Linked DNA regions of Mus musculus: regions 1 and 3 are each linked to region 2. Evidence: chromatin contacts called from public promoter capture Hi-C data. All regions are on one chromosome and are shown on one strand. Each heading gives the region's core, a stretch centred on a gene start, on an enhancer-like site or on the middle of the called end of the contact. The rest is flanking DNA. Distances are from core to core; before and after follow the strand shown.

Region 1 (3,436 bases), core at 222-2,721, 150 kb after region 2:
AAGTTGTATCTTGGGTATTCTAAGTTTCTGGGCTAAAATCCACTTAGAAGAGCAAAGTGTGAACAATTTGCCCCTTCTTAGAATTGGGAACAAAACACCCATGGAAGGAGTTACAGAGACAAAGTTTGGAGCTGAGACGAAAGGATGAACCATCCAGACACTGCCCCACCCGGGGTCCATCCCATAATCAGCCACCAAATGCAGACACTATTGCATACGCCAGCAAGATTTTGCTGAAGGGATCCTGTCTCATGTGAGGCTATGCCAGTGCCTGGCAAACACAGAAGTGGATGCTCACAGTCAACTATTGGATGGAACACAGGGCTCCCAATGGAGGAGCTAGAGAAAGTACCCAAGGAGCTGAAGGGGTCTGCAACCCTATAGGTGGAACAACAATATGAACTAACCAGTACCTCCAGAGCTCGTATCTCTAGGTGCATATGTAGCAGAAGATGGCCTAGTCGGCCATCATTGGGAAGAGAGGCCCCTAGGTCTTGCAAACTTTATATGCCTCAGTACAGGGGAAACACCAGGGCCAAGAAGTGAGAGTGGGTGGGTAGGGGATCAGGGGAGAGGGGGGAGGGTATAGGGGACTTTCGGGATAGCATTTGAAATGTAAATGAAGTAAATACCTAATAAAAAATTGGAGGAAAAAATGAAAGTCTAAATTTACACTGCTAATCATTTTCTTTTACATCTTTAATAAAATAAGTTCAATGGTATTTATTAACAACTAATGGAGAGAGCGCATGGTACGGGTGAATTATTTCTTCTGTCATGTTTCTTTAACTTTTATCTACTTATTCTTTGCTCAAACCTGTGTTTTTCCTTGGGCAGCATACTCTTTGATGGCTACCACTATTTCTTATCTAAAAGCCATTTATCACTTTCTGGGAGGCCATGAGGCAAAGCCACTTGATCCTCAAGGTCATTCTCAGGGGACTCTGGACAGTGGAGTGGTCACCTTTGTGTTTGAGGTGCTGCAACAGTTGAGTCTAAAATTTTGTTCAGCTCAGTGCATTCCTATTCTTGTTTGAGAAATACCACCTACCTACAATGCTAACTAGAAATGATTCTGTCAGAAACAGGTCTCTCTGGTCAGCGTTTCTTGCTACCAGTGAAAACAACTGAATCTGTGCTGGAAGAAAGAAAAAAAAAGATTCCTTTCATTCTTTAAATCCAGCAGCACAATTTGTAGGGGAAGAGCAAACCAGGAGCTTTTAACTCTTTAGCTTCTGAGTTTTCACTCAGATACCATAATGGATTCTAAACATGTATCTCATTCTATGCAGTCTTAACTTAGAACCAATTTTTCACCATGCTCTCTGGCTCTTCATCAGGGGGCAAAAACATATTTTTGTCCTTGGAAAGTTTTATGCTTGTTTTTTCTTAATTTTTAAACTCCTTTACTCAGCCATTTATTGTGCAATCACCAAATATATCTCAAGTGTCAGGCTCCGTTCTGAGTCTATCACAGTGAGTGTGACTAAGTGGATAGGAATCTGCTCTACCAAGACAAGATTGTGTAGAAGAGTAAGTGAAGAGTCTAGAAAATTCTGATTTCAGTCATTGTTTGTGATGTCCTCAGTTGAATGACTAAGGGTAAAACTTTACCTAGGTTATCCCAACTTGGTTTCTTCAACCCAGAGTGGAAGCCTGTGAATTTTTTTTCTTTCTTTTTTTTTTTCTTTTTCAAGACAGAGTTTCTCTGTGTAGCCCTGGCTGTCCTGGAACTAACTCTGTAGACCAGGCTGGCCTTGAACTCAGAAATCCGCCTGCCTCTGCCTCCCTAGTGCTGGGATTAAAGGCATGCGCCACCACTGCCCGCGAGCCTGTGAATTTTTATTAAATGAATTCAAGTGGCCTGAAAGCAATGGTTCTGCCTAATTATCTGCAAGACCTGGGTTGGAGTCCTGCTTCTGCTCCAGCCTGCATTTTTACTCTAGGATCTACGAGGATTGCTCAACAATTGTCCACAAAACCATAGACCCTTACGCTATTAGTTAAAAAAATACTGTAATCCTAAGGAGGCCCCCATATCAGTAGGCATCTCAATCATTCCAATGGGATGGTGAGAGAAAGGCAGAGAGAACAGACTGAACTTTGGCTTCTCTTCCATGTTATGCATCACTCTTGGTATTCAGAAAGATAGAGTCCCTAAAACTGTGGACATGTCTAGGTTTTTCCGTGTAGGAGCTCCTGCAGCGTAAAGATTTAAATTACAAAAGGAGGGAAGGGAAAACCATATGGATCCCTGTCTGGAGTCTTTTCTGCCCTGACTTGACTTGGGATGAGTGTTGTCAGTCCTTCACGTGCGGCCATTAGCCTCTGGCGGGTCTTGGCTGTCGTCCTTCCAATTCAAGAACAAAAGCATTCCTGGAAAAAAAATTATTATGCATCTCACATAAGCTTTTTTTATCTAATGTAATCTTGTATAAATGATAATTATCAGGGTTCAAGTATAAAGGAGTCGTCGTCGTCGTCTGACTCTGTTATCAGATTTATGGAGAGAAGCAGCCTCTCACAACATCCCTGCCTGCTCAGCCTGTGGCTGCCTTGGCTTTGAAAGGGCAACAGAGAAAAATGCAACCTGAACCTTCCACTGTAAAGTACAGCATCCAAATTGCATGGGTTCATTAAGTGATCATTTACTACGGACTTCAGAAAAAAAAAAAAAAAAGCTCTAGTCCTGAATTAGTCCCTAGAAATTTCCTTGAAAGGAGTATAAGAGCTTTAACAATGAATTATTATCTATGGAGAGCTCAGCATGAAAGGGGATCCATATGTGCAAAGTAGAATTTGTCAAATGTAATGTCGGTTAAATCAGGTCTAATCTACCAAATACATTTTTTATTGCTTGCTTCATTAAAAAGGCTCTTAAGGTAATGAATAATCTTCATCTTCAACAAGGATTATTAATGCCTTTATAACTCACGTCCACTGAACATGGAGAGGCAACTTGAAATTCTATCCTCCTCTAACCTACATGTTTGTCTTAGCGCCTTAAAGGAACAAATCCATCAGAACTGCGCAGTGTGCGACATCCTGTCGCATGAGCAGCACCGTGAACTGGGCCAGCGGAAGAAGTGAACAGAGGAAACTGATGGGCTCAGCTGTGGCAAACCAGGTCTTTTTCTCCAAACCCCTGACGGTTGCTGTTTTCTTTTGTTTCTTGCAGCAAGTCCACATGCGACGCCATCGACTCTCCACTTTCCAACGTCACCCATCATCCAGCAGCCTGGGCCTTACTTCTCACACCCAGCCATCCGTTACCACCCTCAGGAGACGCTGAAAGAGTTTGTCCAACTTGTCTGTCCTGATGCTGGTCAGCAAGCTGGACAGGTGGGGTTCCTCAATGTAAGGAAACCAATTTTTTTCTTCCTATTTCTTTAGAAATGCTAAGCAAGTGTGAAAATAACAAGAAGACACTTTATGA
Region 2 (3,865 bases), core at 158-2,657:
TCTTTCGGGGAGATTTGTATGGGTGAAGCATGGGCAACTGTAGCAATGTTTTTTAAACATTTTTTCTTGTCTTCAAAAGAAGGTTTGCTTGTTCTCATTTGAGGCTGATGTCATTCTATCTGAGGAAACACAATGGTTCTTTTCTACCAAATATGTATGTTTGTATCTTTGTAAAAGTTTTAGATTTGTGGGTGTGTACAGTCCCCACTGGTATGAGAGATAAAAGTTATTTTAGTGCTTGAGCAATGCTGTGCTAAAAAAAAAATTCTAAAACACATACTCAATGCAACATCCATTTTAATCGTCTTAACAAGTAGACTATATAATTCCAGAAGATTCAGCACAATTCATTAGATAAATGGCTTGCAATTTTAACAGACCACAAACATATATTTACAAATTATTAAAAGTGAAACAAGGTCCTGGTGGTAATTCATGCAATCACATTAACTAATGCATTAATTGGTGATATGATTTGGAGGCGGGTGCTGTATATCAAATGTAGGCACGATCTCTACCACTGAGCCACTCAGCCCCAAACCTTAAGTAATATGTTTCCTGTACCCAGCAAAAGAAATGAAATGTTCCACATCCAAGAAATACGATTAGCAGAGAAAAATCCAACTCTGGCAGGAACTGCTATTTGTGGACTACTTAATGTGGTGTGTGGTATCCCTACAGGAGTATGTGGGGCCGGGCTTCCTAAGCCCAAATCCTGCCTTATGCTATGGGCCATTAGCACCACTTGGGAAGTAACATGTGCCTCAGTAGTTAGCACTTAGGCTGTGTTTTAACAAGTCTCCAGATATGTATTTACATGATAGACTATACTGACACCTTTCAGTGCTATCTGTCAATCATGGTTTAATAACGCTCCTCCATACAGGGTTCGTTTTTATTGTCTCTCTATTTATTTTATATTTTCAGGAATTCATGGTCACCTGACCCCTTGGCAGCCTTCTGAAAGCCCACACAAACCTTGCTTCCCAGGGCTGGAAAGGGTGTTCCAACCCTTGTGAAAGAGAAAAGCAGAAGTAAGGGCAAAGCCAGTTGGAAGGGATCGGCAGAGGCGCCTCCTCTCACGAGATGCTTTCATTACGTGCTTGGCAGCCACCTGCCTCCATCTTTTTATTTTCCTTTTTAGTGAAAGGATTTTACATCAGTAGATATTATTAAAAAGATCTTATTTAACATGCAGACGCATTTTGTGCGCAAGCGACTGACTGCTTGCTCAAGAGTCTAGGAAGGCTTCGTGGGAAGAGCGCAGCAATCTGAGCCATATGTATCGGGCAGGTTGCCAGTTGTTGCCAATATGCCCAAACCACCTGGCCGTGCACTCAGCCAAGTGTGCCACTGTGACCAGCCGGCTCGAACCTCGCCGCCTTTCAGGGCTTAGGAGCTCTGAAGGCCTGAGCTGTACTGTTTTGCCCCGCTGCCAGCGGTTCCCACTCCCACAAACTGTGCAGCTACACTGACCGGTGACTCACAAACGCCCATTTTCAAAGGAGCTCTCCCTTTGTTTAAGGCCCATTCACTGGTGTTGAACCCGTGCCATTAGATGAGCCTGGAGATACTGCCTGGAACCTTCCCCCATATGCGGTAGACAGACACAGCCTGGCTGGCTCTGCTGCTCCCCAGCCTGTAGCGACAGGGTTTGAGATTCGGCTTCGCCAAGATTTGGGTTGGTTTTATTTGCCGCTGGTTTCAATTTTTATTTTGAGTGGTTCTGACTTTTGAATGTTTGGAAACGTTTGTTCATTTGCTTTTCCTCTCTTTGTTTAGCATAGAAATCGGTCGAGTCGTTTCACAATTTATTTATCAAGCGTGGTTTCATAATCTTTGGCAATCTAGGTCAGGCAACAACCAGGGACAGGCAGGATCGGAGCATAGAAACTTGAAGACTGGTTAGTTCTTTTTGCAAGCCATAGTAGAAAAAAAGGTTTACATCAAAGGTCTGCCCTCTGTGAACAGACTGTGAGAATTGTGTACGCACCTGTTTCCCTTTTTACCTTGGCTCCCAAGAAGCTCAGAGATAAATTTAGTTTTTAACTTCAATAGAGGCTTCGGCACGTTTCATGTTCCCATTATGTGTTTTCTTCACATCTGCAGTTTTTGTTTATACGTGTATATGTTTTGTTTATATTTGTAGTTTTTGTAGCTATAACTTGGATAGGTGTATATTTAATGCGATTATGAACCATTTCTTACCTTTTTTTTTCAGAAGGTAGATTAATAAATAAAACTTTGGCCTGCCTAGCGGTGATTGTTATGTTTCAGTGAGCTGTTCTAGGATAAGCAGGTGACTGGAGAGATCTGTGGCAATGCTCCACAACGTGCACACTAGCCTTTGGCCTGGACATGTTATGATCTCCCATTCACTCTGTGGTGTGAAGGTTCACTCAGTCTCTCCGGCCTTCCTCTCTCCAGCTCAGGGGTCACCATAAGCTGGATCCTGAGGAACTGTTTTGGCTCCAGTTTAATCAGTCGGAATGGATATTACTAAGTAAGCTGCCTCGTTCACTCCTTCCTAGAGAGGCGTCAAATGTTCCTGAAGATTTAAAAAATATTATTATAATGCACCTTTTTAATTAAAATTATCAGACACTTCAAGAAATCCATGCTATCGTTGTTGAAGTGTGTTTTGGGAGCCCATTTTTCATTCTATTAATAAGGCCTGTTCAGATAGTAACATTTTGGCCAGTGTCCTGTGACACGCTCAACAAAGGCTGGAGCAAGGTGGAGTCGTACCAGCAAACAAGATGGATAGTTCGTGCTGGGGGGAGTGTCCCTGAGGGTTTTTGCAGCCTGTCAGAGAGGCTGCAGCTGTAACCACCCATCTGTGCAGGCTTGGCTTAGACCACACTACAGTATTGAGTGCTTACCCTGAGGAAGGTGTTCGAAAGAATTCATGGTATCAGTCAAATAATAATGCCCGAATGTGATAGGGCTAATGTGTGTAAAGAAAAGTTCCTGTAGTCCACAAACCCTTTACCTTTTGACAGATATAAAATTCTAAACTCTTTGCAGTATTCATCTTAGTGTTTGTTTTCCTTCATTATAGTGAAAAGGAGTAGCAAACACTCAGCATCTCCATCCATGGCTAGCTCCGAGCGTCTCTGTCCGTGGGTAGCCCCGAGCGTCTCTGTCCGTGGGTAGCCCCGAGCGTCTCTGTCCGTGGGTAGCTCCGAGCGTCTCTGTGCATGGGTAGCCCTGTGTGTCTCTGTGCATGGGTAGCCCTGAGCATCTCTGTCCATGGGTATCCCTGAGTGTCTCTGTCAGTGGATAGTCCTCAGCATCTCTGCCCATGGCTACTGTTCAGGATCTCTGTCCATGGGTAGCCCTCAGTGTCTCTGTCTATGGATGCCTAAAATCTGTCATACCCTAATCTCAGAGGCACATCTTAGAGGTTCTTCCCTGTCCACATGCTGACCCTGCAATTGAATCTTCCTGTCTATTTCTGATCCTAAGTAGTACTGCCTTGATCATTTGAGGATATATTTTTCTTTGAAAAATATTTGTGTGCAACAAGAAGCTCTGTAATGCTGGACAACGAAAGCCTGTTAAGCACTACTAATTTGACATTAATTATTTGAGATTTAAAAGGACATGATAAGAATCTCTTTATAACCAAGAATGCAGATCTCTTCCACAAGTGATGCAAAATCGTCTCTTGTTAAATATAGGGGAAGAAGTAAATATATTTCATCAGAATCGTCTAAAACAAATCAGTAATGGAGTAAAAGTTAGAAATTCTATTTTAAAAGGATTCGTGTTTTTTTTTAATTTCTTAATTTTGTAAGAAATTTTGTAGAAGTTTCTATAGACAGCTTTACTGATTTTACTGAGCTAAATATAGCAGAGATAT
Region 3 (3,614 bases), core at 227-2,726, 220 kb before region 2:
ACTATGTGATATTTCATGTTATTAACCATAGCTTTTTTTGTTTTTTGTTTATTTGTTTGTTTGTTTGTTTTGATAGGAGGGCATAACTGAGTAGTCACTATGTTTTCTCCATTAGACTGACTATCCTTCTACATGTTTCATGCTTATTTGAGCTCTTTCTCAGCACTAACAGTCACAAGTGGAATTACTGGCACATATCCCTTGCCAAATGGTCCTGCTAAAGACTACACGGAGATAAATATCAGCAATCACAGAAACACACGCGCGCGCGTGTGTGTGTGTGTGTGTGTGTGTGTGTGTGTGTGTGTGTGTGTACATTAAAGGCTCCATTGGAGTTATTATATGCTGGCTTTACCTGATATTTACTTCCAGGACTGAGGAAGACGTTTGCTTAACACAGGTGATCTTCCAGAACTCAGTGGTGACTACTGGAGTCCTAGCCAATGCTTTCTGTACTTTTCTGAATGTACATAATTAATCCTGTTTATGCAACAAGGCCCATCACAATAAGAAAATTACTCCCTGGAAGTTTGGCTAATGGAGGACATCAGCATAAAGAGAGAGATCATCAAAGATAGCTGGCTCCTGCAACAGCCTGCAGTAGTGTGAACTGTTGGCTGCCTGGGTGGGAAGAATAGGAGATGGGTGAAAAACCTGGTATCTAACTAGGATCTGAAGCAAATGGGGAGCCACTGGTGCCCGTGTGTGTCTTCTGTCCTCTCCCATCTGTCTGAACACCACAAAGCACACTGGCCATGGCCCTCTGACCCCTTTCCTCTTCCTCCCACACCTTCTTAATGTTTTCAAAGAGCCAGAGTTCTGAGCCAAGGAGCCAAGGAAGTCAGGAGGTCAGGGCTGCAGTCCTCCATGATGACTCACCCCCAAGCTGCCGACATGAAAAAGACATAGTCTCATACCCAGGTGTGAGAACTGGAAGAGTTCTGAGCCAGCCCTGCCCAAAGCTCCATGAGAGTTCAAACAATCCCCAGAGCCAGCAAGAAGAAAATTGTCTCATAAAATTTCCCATTGATTTTAGTTGGATCCTTATAAATCCCATGGGGCCAGATTGCTTTTAGCATGATTAATATCCTGCCTTCCCTAGCCACGTCTATATTCTGTCTCTTCTCTCCACCAGTCTCTAACACTTGTGCATACCCACACACCAAGCTCACACACTGTCACACACCCAGTCTTCAGCCCCGTGTGCAGGAACACGTGCACAAAGAGACATCTTAAATAGGGCTGTTTCCCTCATCAGGAAACTTGGGGTTTGTTTCCTTTTGTAATGTGTTTTTCACACTTATCTCAAACTGGCCAGCCTCTGCTTCATGACCAGATTTTTCCCTTGAAAACATCCCAAGTTCACATAACCCAGAGCACAGACCTCCATCAATCACAAGCCCGCTGATTGGTGGGTCAGCACTGTGAACCAAAGCAAAGCTACTCAACAGCTTGTTCTCTGCACAGCTGGGGCTTCCCAGGGTTCCCAAGCCAGCAAGAGGACACCTCAGTGAGTGCCCAGCCTGCACAGCTGTGCAGTGGTGGAGCTTCGGCTCTTCGTGAATACAAAGGAGTATGCATGGAGCTCCTTTGTTCAAAGGAACACAGGAGTCAGAGGAGGCAGCTTCCCCACTCAGGGCAAAGTCCAGGTGAACTTGCAACAGAAATAGCCTTTACCAAAGACCATTTTAGTGGGGAAATCAGTGTGTGATAGGGTGAGACAAGTCCCATCAGTGTGTGTCGCAGGCACATGGCCTATTAGCATTCCACTGCCATTTACTCTCATACTGTTGCCTCTCCAGCTGCCTGCAGCTTCGAGACACTTCATCAGATCGCCGTCTCCTTGGTATCCAAAAAACTTACCAAACAAAGGCAAACTTTAGACAGAGAAGCTGTTCCAGGATGGCAAGCAGCACAGTGGAGGGTCATGTATCTCGCCGCCCTCGAGGATGGTTGTGACTTGTGCCATGCCTCTGCCTGTCACAAAGAGAGCAAAGATCATCACACAGGCCCCAGATCTCTACATTGTCCCTCACTCCTGTGTGGAGAGCCTCAGAGTCTGAAAGTGCAAACTCAGCCTCCATTTCCTCACAGCTCCTGGCACAAGCTTTACCACACAGGGTAAATGCCCTATGAGGTGGCTTTTATGGGGAGCTATGGGCCTGGTCTGAAGATATCTGCTCTGTATCAAAGATAACCATCTTTTGAGAGAAGAACCACTACAGGGTCCTGTCCCAACCCCTGCAGCTCCAATCCAAACATAGAGAAACTGTAGCCCTACATCACCAGGCATGGCAACCTTCCCTAGTATCAGTTGTGCCCTAAATAAATGCCGTGAGCACATATTAATCTGCTGTCTCTTTGGCACAGGGAAGTGGTTGCAAGTAGAGACCCTAGGCATTACATTTGCAGGTTACCTCTACTCAATGAGCCACTTTGGGGCTAGGTCTATGAATAGTCTGTGTACTTCATTGGGGTAGTTGTGAAATGAGGTGACCTGTTGCACACATATCTGTTTGGAATGGTAGCTGGCATGTTTGTGTAACAGTGAGTGTGCACCATGTGGCACACACTGCTCTAATTGCTAGCATGGCCAGAGGAAACACAAAGAGCAACCACAAAGTCTATATCTTCCTGGAGCTCCCAGTTTGGTGGTGCTTCATCCTAAACAAGTGTGAGGGGCCTCTAGAACTGTGTCATCTGGGTGCCTTCTATCACTTATTGGCTAAGATAAAATGCATTTTTACGACTTCTGTGGCATTATCCTTGGTCTACCCGTGGGTTGTATCTCCAAGACTGGCAAAGGTCCAGGCCCACAATGGGCATTCAGTAGCCAGCTTCTCAGTTGCCAAAGAGCAGATAAATCTACATTTGTAATGTGGCCACATCCCTGTCAGTACACAGGTCACACCAAGCATCATGCTCTAAGCTCTGGTGTAAGGGCTTACATATTCAAACTCCATCGTCAAAGCACACCCTTGCCCAGAACCTCTATCCCTAACCACTTGCCCAGATTTTGAGCTTATCTTCCCAAGGCATCCTACCGCAGTCAAAGAACAGAGATGTAATTCCAAAACTGCACTGGATCCTCTTAAATCACCGAAGTGAGTGCAGCCATGTGTAGCTCGCCCACTTGGCCACATTTCCACTGCAAACTCCCCCAAGCCACCACCAATACAAAGAAAACATCCAGTCAACCACCCTAGGTGGCAGGTGTGATCTACAAACCTGTCACTTCTCCGATGAAACACATACACACAAACACACAGACACATGCGCTTGGCAACCCAACGCTTCCCTCCTTGTCGGACCCTGGGTAGAATTTCTCATTTGCCTCTCCAGACCCACACTCTTCCTCCCTCATCCCTGCCCTGATCAGTACTAAAAGTTGGCCTTACACATCCACTTACGAGGCCTGTGACCACAGGCAAGTTACTTAACACCACTCTGCTTCAATTATCTTCCCTGGTAGCAGCCAGCTCAGACAACACTGGGTGATTATCCCACACATAAACTTCATAGAGTATCCTGTTTACAGACATGCTAAGAAATGTTTGTCAGTGTTACCAACGTGTTGAAGAGGAAGAACAGTGAGCTAGCCTCAGTTTTCACTA

What was found. Capture Hi-C pulls out chosen DNA fragments and counts their contacts.
Region 1: a promoter capture Hi-C map of adipose tissue shows a contact between it and region 2. The contact joins two enhancer-like sites. A contact is called at or near these places in 2 of 484 Hi-C or Micro-C datasets (cerebellar granule neurons and stem cell-derived neural progenitor cells) and 3 of 9 other capture datasets (adipose tissue, liver and pancreatic islet).
Region 3: a promoter capture Hi-C map of adipose tissue shows a contact between it and region 2. The contact joins two enhancer-like sites. A contact is called at or near these places in 2 of 9 other capture datasets (adipose tissue and pancreatic islet).

The regions. Positions count from the first base shown.
Region 1 is chr4:98,059,835-98,063,270 of GRCm38.p6, forward strand. Nfia (nuclear factor I/A) reads left to right here. Exons shown (of 11, transcript NM_010905.3): 8 at 3,179-3,357. Among named protein-coding and RNA genes, the nearest start is that of Gm34218, 38 kb to the left of the region's middle. Within about 2 kb of position 1,472, at least 29 of the 459 cell types and tissues checked have an H3K27ac peak or open chromatin away from gene starts, as enhancers often do. A contact at or near this core is called in adipose tissue, where this site is marked.
Region 2 is chr4:97,909,569-97,913,433 of GRCm38.p6, forward strand. The region is part of intron 2 of Nfia (nuclear factor I/A); the gene reads left to right. Among named protein-coding and RNA genes, the nearest start is that of Gm40208, 26 kb to the right of the region's middle. Within about 2 kb of position 1,408, at least 110 of the 459 cell types and tissues checked have an H3K27ac peak or open chromatin away from gene starts, as enhancers often do. A contact at or near this core is called in adipose tissue, where this site is marked.
Region 3 is chr4:97,688,760-97,692,373 of GRCm38.p6, forward strand. It overlaps a transcript of Nfia not described here. Among named protein-coding and RNA genes, the nearest start is that of Gm38709, 87 kb to the right of the region's middle. Within about 2 kb of position 1,477, at least 43 of the 459 cell types and tissues checked have an H3K27ac peak or open chromatin away from gene starts, as enhancers often do. A contact at or near this core is called in adipose tissue, where this site is marked.